Regions from separate parts of the Mus musculus genome. Here regions 1, 2 and 4 are each linked to region 3. A link is a contact called in public HiChIP or PLAC-seq and promoter capture Hi-C data. All regions are on one chromosome and are shown on one strand. Each heading gives the region's core, a stretch centred on a gene start, on an enhancer-like site or on the middle of the called end of the contact. The rest is flanking DNA. Distances are from core to core; before and after follow the strand shown.

The links. HiChIP or PLAC-seq counts read pairs in DNA pulled down with a chosen protein or histone mark. Capture Hi-C pulls out chosen DNA fragments and counts their contacts.
Region 1: a contact with region 3 is called in a promoter capture Hi-C map of liver, with 3 times the contacts expected there. The contact joins the promoter of 1810044D09Rik here to the promoter of Rbsn in region 3. A contact is called at or near these places in 2 of 484 Hi-C or Micro-C datasets (CD4 T cells and CD8 T cells), 1 of 115 datasets of contacts at active chromatin or transcription factors (bone marrow-derived macrophages) and 2 of 9 other capture datasets (adipose tissue and liver).
Region 2: a contact with region 3 is called in an H3K27ac HiChIP or PLAC-seq map of thymic regulatory T cells, with 4 times the contacts expected there. The contact joins the promoter of Slc6a6 here to the promoter of Rbsn in region 3. A contact is called at or near these places in 1 of 39 promoter capture datasets (pre-B cells), 4 of 115 datasets of contacts at active chromatin or transcription factors (bone marrow-derived macrophages, microglia, pancreatic cancer cells and 1 more) and 2 of 9 other capture datasets (adipose tissue and liver).
Region 4: an H3K4me3 HiChIP or PLAC-seq map of embryonic stem cells shows a contact between it and region 3, with 4 times the contacts expected there. The contact joins the enhancer-like site here to the promoter of Rbsn in region 3. A contact is called at or near these places in 7 of 39 promoter capture datasets (the 3T3-L1 cell line, embryonic stem cells, hippocampal neurons and 3 more), 12 of 484 Hi-C or Micro-C datasets (the G1E-ER4 cell line, the HL-1 cell line, cortical neurons and 4 more), 7 of 115 datasets of contacts at active chromatin or transcription factors (embryonic hindbrain, embryonic stem cells, epiblast stem cells and 4 more) and 2 of 9 other capture datasets (adipose tissue and embryonic stem cells).

Annotation. Positions count from the first base shown.
Region 1 is chr6:91,439,621-91,442,320 of GRCm38.p6, reverse strand. It overlaps 1810044D09Rik (RIKEN cDNA 1810044D09 gene), which reads right to left and starts at 1,334. Exons shown (of 2, transcript NR_038153.1): 1 at 1,163-1,334; 2 at 566-879. 4930471M09Rik (RIKEN cDNA 4930471M09 gene) reads left to right here and starts at 1,467. Exons shown (of 3, transcript NR_045980.1): 1 at 1,467-1,960.
Region 2 is chr6:91,682,646-91,685,345 of GRCm38.p6, reverse strand. It overlaps Slc6a6 (solute carrier family 6 (neurotransmitter transporter, taurine), member 6), which reads right to left and starts at 1,279. Exons shown (of 15, transcript NM_009320.4): 1 at 1,038-1,279.
Region 3 is chr6:92,213,450-92,216,149 of GRCm38.p6, reverse strand. Rbsn (rabenosyn, RAB effector) reads left to right here and starts at 1,280. Exons shown (of 12, transcript NM_030081.3): 1 at 1,280-1,439.
Region 4 is chr6:92,727,382-92,730,081 of GRCm38.p6, reverse strand. No RefSeq gene overlaps it. Among named protein-coding and RNA genes, the nearest start is that of Prickle2, 23 kb to the right of the region's middle. Within about 2 kb of position 1,376, at least 67 of the 459 cell types and tissues checked have an H3K27ac peak or open chromatin away from gene starts, as enhancers often do. A contact at or near this core is called in cortical neurons, embryonic stem cells, extraembryonic endoderm stem cells and 4 more, where this site is marked.

The sequences.
Region 1 (2,700 bases), core at 85-2,584, 770 kb after region 3:
CCTGTGGGCCCTGAGTTACAGGCTATATACAACTACTTAGGGTGATATTTCACATGGTGATTGTCAAATGGCAGAACTAGTAAAAGTAGGCCTACTTGTTAAAGTAAGTGACTTGTATGGGTATGTTTTGATCATGGTCCCTTCCTTCTCTCTGCTTTCTGTCCACCTTAAGACAAGTCACTCTGCTCACCAGCCACCACGATGGTTTGCCTCATCACAGGACCAGCCATAAGGGAGCTGGAGCCCTTGGACAGAAACCTGAAGCATGAGTCCAGGTGTGATTGTGGGGATTTTGGGAAGAGGGATAGTGGATGTACATCCAGAGGCAGTGAGGTCCCAGATGCCTCCTCTGTAGTGAGGGGGTCAAGCAGAAGAGCTCTCGAACCTGACAGATTTGTGAGCTGTCCTTGCTCAGCAGTCATGAGCACATCTCTGTGCCAAGAACTGAAGGGATAGCTGGAGCCCTCAGGCCACAGGGACTCAGGACACATGTGACTCCTGACAGTTGACCACTAACGTGGTCTGGCAGCCGCATCATTCCCCAGAAAATGAGTGTAGACAAACATCATCCAAACAGTAGTTTAATGTCCCAGGACCTTCCTGACCCTTTCAGCTGCTTCCTGAGATGAACAGGAATCACAGGGTAGAGGAGACACAGCACACTTCACGGGATACCAAAGACAGAGGAGAGAGGTGTGGATAGTCAACCCATGTGAACTCAAGTTGGTCTGGTGTCCCCTGGGTCTGCTCCCTCCCATGCAAGACAGGGAGCCTATGCGTGTGAAGGAGAAACAGCTGCGGCAGCGGGCGATCGCGGCGATCAGGGAGGCACATTCCCGCAGTGACTGACAGTTTTCTGTTTAGCACAGTCCCTGCGCACTGTAAGAAAGCGGAAGAGATGAGGGATCTGAGGATAGCCTCGGGATTAGTAACAAGCAGCAACCACTAGACCTGGCAGTGGATATGTGAACCCCATCACGTGCTACTGATAAGGAAACTAAACAACACCTGGAGTCAAGCCTCCCGCATCAGGAGGAAGACGAACTCGGGGGTGGGGGTGGGGTGCGGCGGGGAGGAGGCTATTTCTGAAGCCTATGAGAGCTGTTTCTGCCATGGCAGAAATATGCCTGCTCGCTTTCCCTTTCCATTTGATACTTAGTACCATGATGTTCCTTGGAAGTTATTTTTCACACATGTTCATCTATTGGGCAGTGTTCCTTTTCCAGATCTCAGGCAGAAGTCAGTGAAACATCTCAGCGTAAAGAGCCGCGGGAGCAGTCAGCACCGAAGGAGGAAGGGTCGGAAGACGGTTCTCAGGGACCAAGGCAAGGAAAGCGGCTCAAACTGATGACGCTACTGGCCAGCGCCTCAGGATGACGTCATGTAACCGCGCCGTCGCCGCTACTGCACTGGAGGCTCCGCCCAGCTTCTCCATTGCTAGCGCTTCAGTCTAGCAGGAAGGTCCCGTGCAGCTACCTTGGCATTCTAGCTGTCGGTTCATATTCGGGTGGAACTGGCCGTTTGAACACTCTTGAGAACTGTATTCTCATATCCGTAGCCCATCACTTGACTTCTAGGTATTCATTTTTTGAGTCTTTGTATATTCTAGACATTAACCCTGTCCTGTTCAGCTAGCAAGGTACTGCACGGTCCAAACTCGCCCTCCCGGGCGACCAGCTCATAATGACCTCCCGCCCTCAGTCTTATCGCTCATTTTTTTGTGGGGTGAGTGAGCAGGCCCCGTAGCACTAACTCCTGGAACCAGAGTATGTGGAACCACATGAGAGTGAGCTCGAAAACTGTAAAACAGTTGGTTTTACATCTATGATACATCTTTTAGTATGTTTAAGAGCTAATCCCATCCATTTGTAATTTTGATTGTAAACTTTGGATAAGATTTTTTCCAGAAGAAACACTGACATTTGCTTTGTGATTGAGTGAGTGTTCGCTGAGAGAACAGGTATTCAGCACGAACTCCTTTTTTTTTTTTAATCAAACATTTAATATCCTTTAAAATTCTTCAAGATATATCAACAGCCTATTTTATGTATAAAGATAAAGGAGGAAAGCAATGTATGTAATTAATGTGAAATTAAGACAACTTTCCTGAATATATATATACTATCTCAAATCAATAATAAAGATGAGTACTGCTTTTTTGCCTGTTAAGGAAAGTCATCTTATTGAAAAAACAAACAGCTGAAACGAAGTTTTCTCATGACACAAATGGACTAATTATACAGGTCTCAAAAATGTTTTAAAAAGTACCCTAAGAAGAAAATTTTCTCATTGGACTACACAGAAGCCATCATCTGTGGTGGGGGTGTATATGGAGGGATGTGTGGCAGCTGTTAGGGCTGGCAGCCTCTCCTGAAAACATCTAGAGATTTAATCTGACTCCTTTCATAACTTGCCCAGGACTGTGCCACGCCTGAAGGAATATAAACTCCTGTACAGCACTTGTTAAGTCATGGACTCAGTGTGGGTGTCCATCATTGGATGAATGGCAAAACAGCACAAACACACAGACCTAACTCCCCAGGGCACACACCCAACCATTCTCTCAGTCTGATTCTAGTATCCTGTCCCTCATATCTATTCTCTAAGACTGATCCCTAGTTTAAGTCAATTGAGGTCTGTTTTATGGTAGTGGTGCCTCTCCTATCTGGTGAGACTCCTGGTACCTCCCGTGAGTTTGCA
Region 2 (2,700 bases), core at 30-2,529, 530 kb after region 3:
CAAGCCTTTGGGGCTGGTCCTAGGGAAGGCAGGGATCTGGCAGAGGCCAGGCAGTGACCAAAATAGCCAGGTCGGTGGCCCTGCTGAGCACACGCCTCCCTTGCCGCCAGGCTACAGCCTAGGTTGAGGCTTTGGGACTGTAGGATCTGTTCCTGAGACTGGTTCCTTGTGTGGCTTCCCCAGTGGGAGCAGACCAGAACCTCCCACCCAAAAGAGGAACCCATAAAGTGAAGGGGAGCAGTCTAGAGGAAGATGTGTTCAGCTGGTGCTACCCATTGCCCCTGGCTGTCGTTTCGGGCCTCAGCCCTGCTACTCAAGCCTGGGAGCGACTGTCACACCTGCGTGCCACACCCAGGCAGCACCTGGAGCCATACCGCCCTTTTACCTCTCCTAAATACTACGAAGAACCAAAGATGTCCATTGGGCCCACTGGGCACAAGGGATGGCCTCTCGGGTACAGCTAGAAGACACTAGACTTGCCCCCAACCACAGATCCAGGGATCCAGGCACATTCGGGCACACACACGTGCACACGGCCAGGGTTCCGGAGACACAGCCACACGTACAGGTTCACATAGGCAAGATGTGTGTGTGTGTGTGTGTGTGTGTGTGTGTGTGTGTATCAGAAGACAGAGCCACACGGCCACACTACACTCAGGTAAGGCAGCCCCGGACATAGCCCTGGTCATATCACACACCCCGGGGCGCACATGTACACGGCTGCCTAGGGTGGAGAAACAGCCACTCTCAGAAACAGAGACATCCAGGGACAAGGAGGCACCCCGTGGGACACACACACACACACACACACACACACACACACACACACACCTGCCGCCGCACCAGCAGCCCCAGCCCCTTCGCCAGGGAAACAATAACTCCCTCTCCAGCAGAGCTGAACAGGAGACCCTCAGTCCCTCCCTCAGGGGTGAAGGGGATGAAAGAGCGCGGGGAGGCCAGACCCGCAGGGACCCGGTGAGGTGGCGGAGCGCGGCCCGGGGAGGGGGCTGCAGTCGCGGCCCACACGCCCTGGGTACCTGGGTGGCTAAGCCCACAGCGGATGGCCCGGGGCTGGCGAGGCTGGCGGGACTGGCGGCGATCGCGGCGTTGGCGGCTGGGCACGGGAGCTCGGCAGCAACCAGGTCCCGGAGCACGACGCTGGCGGCGGCGCGGAGGAAGCGGTAATTTATAAGCGGCTTCTCCCTGACCTCGCGTGTCTGTTGTCTGAACAGGCAGCTCTCCGCATCACCCATCCTGCTGGGTGGAAAAATACCAGCTTGGCCGGGCCTGGGCGGGGCCTAGGGAGGGGCCTGGTCTGTCGGCCACGCCCACACACGGGGCGCGCGCGCGCGCGCGCACACACACACACACACACACACACACACACACACACGCACGCACGCGCGCACGAGCTCGGACACACAAAGAGCCGGAGCTCGCCTCGTCGAGCGCGCGCACCCATCCTCATGCTCCATCCAAACGCTGGTGGCTAATGGCACTGCTCAGGCCTCTCATGCAGGCGATGAGGAGTTAGAGACCCAGACCCCTGGCTCATCTCCTGTCCTGATATTACCACACCACAACGCTCTCTAACACACCCACCTAGGTCTGTGGACGAGGCCTGTGGCTGCCGCAGCAGCTAGATCCCTACCAGAATCTGCTCCTCCCCCATTGCCCCGAGTCCTCTCAGGGCCAGTGTGCAGCTCTGCAAGCCTGGCTGAGCTGCCGTGGAAGTGATAATGGAGGCCAAGTCCCCCACCCCCACCCCCACCCCCACCCCTGGCCCACATGAGGCTGTGTTTTCGAAGCGCCCCGACTTCGTCGTGGCTGTGTGACATCAGGCAAGTTCCCCAGACCTTCTGTGTCTTAGTTTCCTCATCTGTAAAACGGAAATAAAAATAGTGGAACTCATCACTTCTGGCTGCTGGGAGGGTCCAAGGTTAACAGTGTAAAGAGTCTGAACAGGACACCAGGCACCTAGGAAGTGCCAAACGAGTGTCAGCAAATGTGACTATTTTTAAATGGAGATGGGGAGTGTGCCATTATTCTTGTCCTTATTTGAATGAGCATGTCCTCCATCTGATTGTACACACCCACAGCCTGGCTGAGCCTGAGGTGGCGCTGTGTGACCTTCAGTAAGGCCTTCCCCCTCTCTGCTTGCCCACTTCCTTTTCTTTCTTCTCCACTCTCTCTGCACATAAGTGTCAATTATGTAGCATGGCTATCCTGTCTCTTAAACTGGGAATGGTAGCCCCAGACCTGACCAGCCTGAATCCATTGTCCTAGGCTGGCATAAGACACCAAGAAGCAAAATAAGGTGGTGGTGTGACTCAAGCCTTTAATCCCAGCGCTGGGAGGCAGAGACAGGCAGATCTCTGAGTTCAAGGCCAATCTGGTTTACAGAGTGAGTTCCACTAAGGCTGCACAGAGAAAACCCGTCTTAAAAAAAAAAAATCCAGACTCACATTTCATTACCCACAGCACAAAGGGCTGAGACCAGGGGGTAGGTCAGAGAGTAGGAAAGTGGCTGTTTTGAACCCAGAGCAGACTTCAGGAAGCCCAGAGCCTTTGGGCAGACAGAAGGGTGGGGGTGGGGAACAGAGGAAGCAAGGGCTGTAAGGCTGCAAAAGCCTGCAGGCATGGTGTCACAGGACTCTACAAAGAGTCAGGGCAGGGGAGGCCACAGAGGCCTGGCAGGCC
Region 3 (2,700 bases), core at 31-2,530:
GTAAATTGCAGGGGCTATTCCTGGTTGTCAACTTGACTATATCTGGATGAACTACAATCCAGAATTGGGAGGCTCACCAGTGATCCTAATCTGGAGGCTGAGATAGAAGTTTCTGACCTGAATCTTGGCATGGAGATCTTGAGGCACAGTGGCTATGAATTCCAGAAGATTAAGACAGGAAGATCTCCAAGTCAAGGTTATCTGGGATTAAAGGTGTGGTGGCAGACACCTTTAATCTGGGCCACACCTTTTGCTGGAGACCTATATAAGGACATTGGAAGAAGGAAGATTGACACTCTCTTCTTCAACTGCTTGCCTTGTGGGACTGAGTGACTGCTAGATCCTTGGACTTCCATTCACAGCTGCTGCTGACCATTGTTGGGAATTGGACTACAGACTGTAAGTCATCCACCAATTCCCTTACTATATAGACTATAGAGTTCTGTGACTCTAGAGAACCCTGACTCATACATAAATGCCACTTATTTTGCAGAGATCTAGCTACCCTCATACTTTTTTATGCTTTTTTGAGATGGAGTTTCATGTATCCCAGTATGGCCTTGAACTTGCTATGTAATTGAAAATTAACTTAAATTTTTGGTCCTCCTGCCTCCATCCTTAGAGTATTGGTGTTACAGGCATGGGTGTGTGGTGGAAATTGAGTCCCAACCAGGATCAATTGAGCCAACTTCCAATCCCTGACACGACTCCTCAACGTCTCTACTTTCTTTGGCTCAATTTCCACGTCTTTCTGTCTCCTCAATGTGCTGAACATAACTTAGTCTCTCGCACTCAGAAACTTTTTTTTAACAACAACAACAAAAAAGTAAAAAAACAAAATTTTGTATGTGTGTTTTGCCTGCATGTCTGTGCACCACATGTGCAGTGCCCATGGACTCCAGAAGAGAGCATATAGGTAGCAGACAAGCAGTTTTTCAAACCTGGGTCCTTTGGAAGAACAACCGCTGTATTAAGGCATTTATGCAAAAATCTCAGAAACTTTTTAACGGTCTCTAAATAATGTTAGCGCTGCAGGCACATTATTTAAGAGCCAAAGTCTCAGTTTCCCCACCTATAGGGTGAGTGAAGGGCGAGTGTAGGGTTTCACATCGATGTGTTGCTAGGACCTGAGAGAACTTCGCAGTTTACCTCCTCCTACTGGGCCCGCCCCGTTGCGGCAGCGCCTGCGCAGCATCCTCTTCCAGGTTCAGTGCGCTCGAGGACTCGGCGCTCGACCGCCGCGTGTCAGTCTGTCTTCCGGTTTCTGCCCGGCGCGCCTGTCGAGCGCCGAGCCACTGATGGCGATGGCTGCCACTGGTCTCTGAGGAACCTCGTAGGCCGGCAGTCAGAACCCGAGGTGGAAAGGCAGGCTGCCGACTGCCTGTCGGAAGCCGCAGGGAGTGAGAAAGGGTGTCGCAGAGAGCGCGGCGGTGGCTGAGGTGGGTGTGACGTGTGGTTTGAGATGACGATGCGGTCGGGAGATGAGGCTTTGCGGGCCTCGGCGCCGCGCGGGTCTCTGCCCGCGCCGTGACGTGTTGCGTGATGTCCCGCAGAGTCGCGTCCCGCGGGTGCGCGTGGCCGTGCGGATCTCTACAGAGCCCCCCGGCTGGGTTTTTCAATCCAGTCTGGAGGCGAGAGTTTGCACAACTGGCCTTCTGGTTGCGGCATCAATTGCGGTGGTTTGTGGTGGCACCTAATTAAGTGACTTTATGTTAAGGTCCCCCACTTCATTCGCGGAACCCTATTATCCCGCTCTCCGAGTTCTCGTGGTGATGGCGAAAATCCCAGGCTCTCCTTCCCGGCTGCTGTCTTGTGTTAGTCACTTCACTTGTGTATAGGCTATGGCACCCCAGGCAGCTGCTGTGAAGGCATCCTGGAGGGAGCCTGCCTTGAGTAAGGGGCGTTTCTCCAGGGTGAGAACTGAGCTGCGATGTGTGGCCAGGGTGCACGGGGACGACTTCTGTTTGACTTTTTCTTCAGGATGAGTTGCAGGCGGGGAGGAGGCAGCTGTCACACCCAGAGGATCCTGTCAGCCACTGGCTGGGGAGAGAACCGGTCGGACCTGAGGCTGGCTGTTTAAGTGATGCCTCAGATGCTTTCCGGGATGGGTCTGCATGTGTGTAGTCTCTCGATTTATTTATTTAATCTCAAGACAAGGGTCTCACTATGTATCTATGTCTGGCCTGGAACTTGACATGTAAACCAGGCTGGCCTCAAACTCACAGGTATCTGTCTGCTTCTGCCTCCCACGCCTGTCAAATTTCTTAATTAAAGGAAATAACAGGCACCTAGCGTCCTGTTTAATTTATTTTCTGAGTTGCTGTCACCCTTCACCTTTGAGGACCAGATGGTACCCTCCTCTGTGCCCTCTGCAGCACACCACAATTCTAGCTACACAAACTCCCACTCTGTGCTGTGATATGTGGCCTCTAAAGTCTTGGAAACAGATTTCTTTGCTTCTGTGAAATGATTTTATCCTTGTTCTCAATGGTTAGGAGTCTTTCAGGGTCACATCAACAGTGACTTTGCTGTAGTCCAATAAGACAGAAAATGTAAGTTATTAAGCCCTGAAATGTTTAAGTATCAGATTTTTCTGTTGAAGGGCAGAGAACATCAGACCTGCTGCCCCACTGTTCTAATTTATAAAATCTAGTAAACACATCAACTCACTGTAAATGCAAAATATAATTTTCACTAATT
Region 4 (2,700 bases), core at 127-2,626, 510 kb before region 3:
CCTGTAGAAAACCATAGGGCTGAATGTGAAGAAGAAATCATGGTGTTGGCAGTGAAAGAAATATAAAGGATGCTGAGCAGACAAAATGACTTATTCTCCTTCACCATCCCCAGAATGGATTGTAGAATATTAAATCCATAGTAAGCCTATACTAAGCCAGGACTCAGATGTTTCTCATCTCCATGTAGCTAGAGAGGGTATAAATAAGAGCTAGGAGCTAATCACCACAAGACCATGTATTGACTCCAGTAATCAAAATCAGGAAGTCTGTGCCTTGACTGCTCTCCCTTGCAAGGTAGATTTGGCTCGCTAATGGCCTCCACTTGGCAATGCAACATCTTTCCTCGAAGTACAGCTCAACCCAGAGGAGAAAAGTATCGGCTAGCTGCTGAGTCCATGGTTGGCTCTCAATTAGCCCAATTCTTTCTTTGCCAGCCCCAAGATTTGCATGGACACAGGACTCTCTAGTCTCCAGTACACTGATATCCCTCCATGATTGTCCTTTAAGGAGAACAGACCTGAATTGGGGGCATGACAGGTGATAAACATGTCTCTGTGCCCGTGCTTCATGTGGTCATTAAGCCCCTTCTGAATATAGTGCTGAACTAAGTGATCCAAAGCTGCAGGTGCTGTGCTTGCTTTCTTCCTCCAAATCCCACTTTCCTATCCCCGTTCTCTGTCCTTGCTTGATTTAGTAGTTGGTGTCTTTACTCAGTTCTAAGATAACGGTGGGCATTATTATTATTTTATTTGTGAGTGGGGTGGGGTGGGTGGGGTGCACTTCTGGAGACTGGGGGTTGACTTCTGGTATCCTCCTCCATCATTATCTTAGTTTTTGAGGCAGGGTCTCTCACTGAAGCTGGAGCTCATCAATCCAGTTAGCCTGGCGGGCCAGCAAGCCCCGGGACCCTCTTATCTCAGTCTCCCTGGTGCTGGGATTATAAGCATGCGCTGTCACATCTGGCTTTCTACATGGGTGTTGGGGATCTCAACTCAAGTCCTCACGCTTGTGCCGGAAGCGGTTTACCCACTGAGACATCTCAGCCTCATTATGGGGCATTTTTGGTGGATGCTGTGTTGCAAGAAGGTTACTTGATGCCTCATGGGACAGTATCATGTCAATGCTTCAGTGCATGTTGTATTTCCTCTAGGGCATTCGCCACATAGAAACATCTCCAGTTATAAAGAGCCTTTGCTTTCTTTATTCTCTGGAAGAACCCAACCTTTCTGCCACACTCTCCCCTCCCCCACGCTCTCTTTAAATGCCAAATCTCCCTGTGGAGATGGGAGAAAATGTTGGGAGAAAGCCCGGTGGGGAAAATAAACAGTGGTCAGTGTGTTCACTCTGATTACAGCCTTAAGTGCCAGACAATAGCTGCAGTGAGCCCAAGCAAGCAGAGTTCAATACAGCTTTCTTCCCTCCTCAATGCAACTCTGATTCAGCCATGGCTACGCAGGAGAAATGGCGATCTAACTGGGGCAGCACAACCTGGGAATCGTGTGCTGTTCTCTAGGGCCGGCTCCTCAACGGTCTGGAAAGCAACTGAGACCAAGCTTGAAGTGTTTCATGGACATGAACCACTTCCACAGCAGCAGAGCCCCCTTACAAGCGTCTACCTTTTGTTAGCAATCGTACGAGTATGATTTCTAAAGCTAACCATCCAGCTGCTGTCTCTCAGGCCCAAATCTACCCGTGTTTTGGGAGGTGGTGCTTGAATAATCATCTCTTCTCTCGGGCTGGTGCCATATTAGATTTCACCACTAGGCGGCATCAGAGGGCGAGTGCAAAGCTCTGAGCTGGGGGAGGGGAGGGAGGCCTTCGCCTTCTAAATCTTACCAACTTCATCTTGCTGGGGAGCATTTGTTTTGTATCTAACGTTCTCAACACTACTTGCACTAGCCTCTTCCTCGTTGTTTTTTTTTTTTTTTTCCCCCTGCCCCACAATTTACAAGATTTCTCTTACTTTTAAAAGATGCTCTTCTGTTTTTTTTTTTTTTTTTTTTTTTTTTTTTTTTTTTTTGGGTTTGGTTTGGTTTGGTTTAAACACACACACACACACAATTCCAGTTCTCTGTATCCGTTTTTCACTCAAAACATAGAAGAGAAGCTCGAACAGCTGCTTCGTGGGGAGAAAGGTCCCTCATGCTTAAAGATCCAATTTCCTCCTGGGTGGTGGATAAAGCTAAGGAGATAAAAAATGACCTTTCACCTCCAGGAAACAGAAATGTAAGATTAATCTGCAGCTTTGAAACTAATGAGTTGGCTCATCGCAGCAGAGCAGCCCGTGAATAACATACCATGTGTGGAGCCAGCAACCTGGCAACTTTTGTTCATCATATGGGGCTTGGGAGGGAGGAGAGCTGAGAAAGGAATTCATTTTTAAAAATAATCCTCAGAGGATGCTATCTGCTAGGTCTCCACGAAGCTGGTATTACAGGAGGAAGAGATTGGGGGTGGGGTGGGGGTGGGGGAGATCATGAGCCTCTAATGAGCTTGGCTTTTCCCTGCAGAATAACAGAAGGATTCAGACAGGCAGGGAGACTGTGAGGTGGTTAAGGCCATGATCTTGGAGTTGGACTCCTTGGTATCTAAGGCTGATCTGTGGATTCCTCCATGTGTAATCGTGGGTGTGTTTCTTAACTTGTGCCTTGGGAGGTTTGGATTAGATAGTGCACGGAAAATACTATATTCTAGCCAAG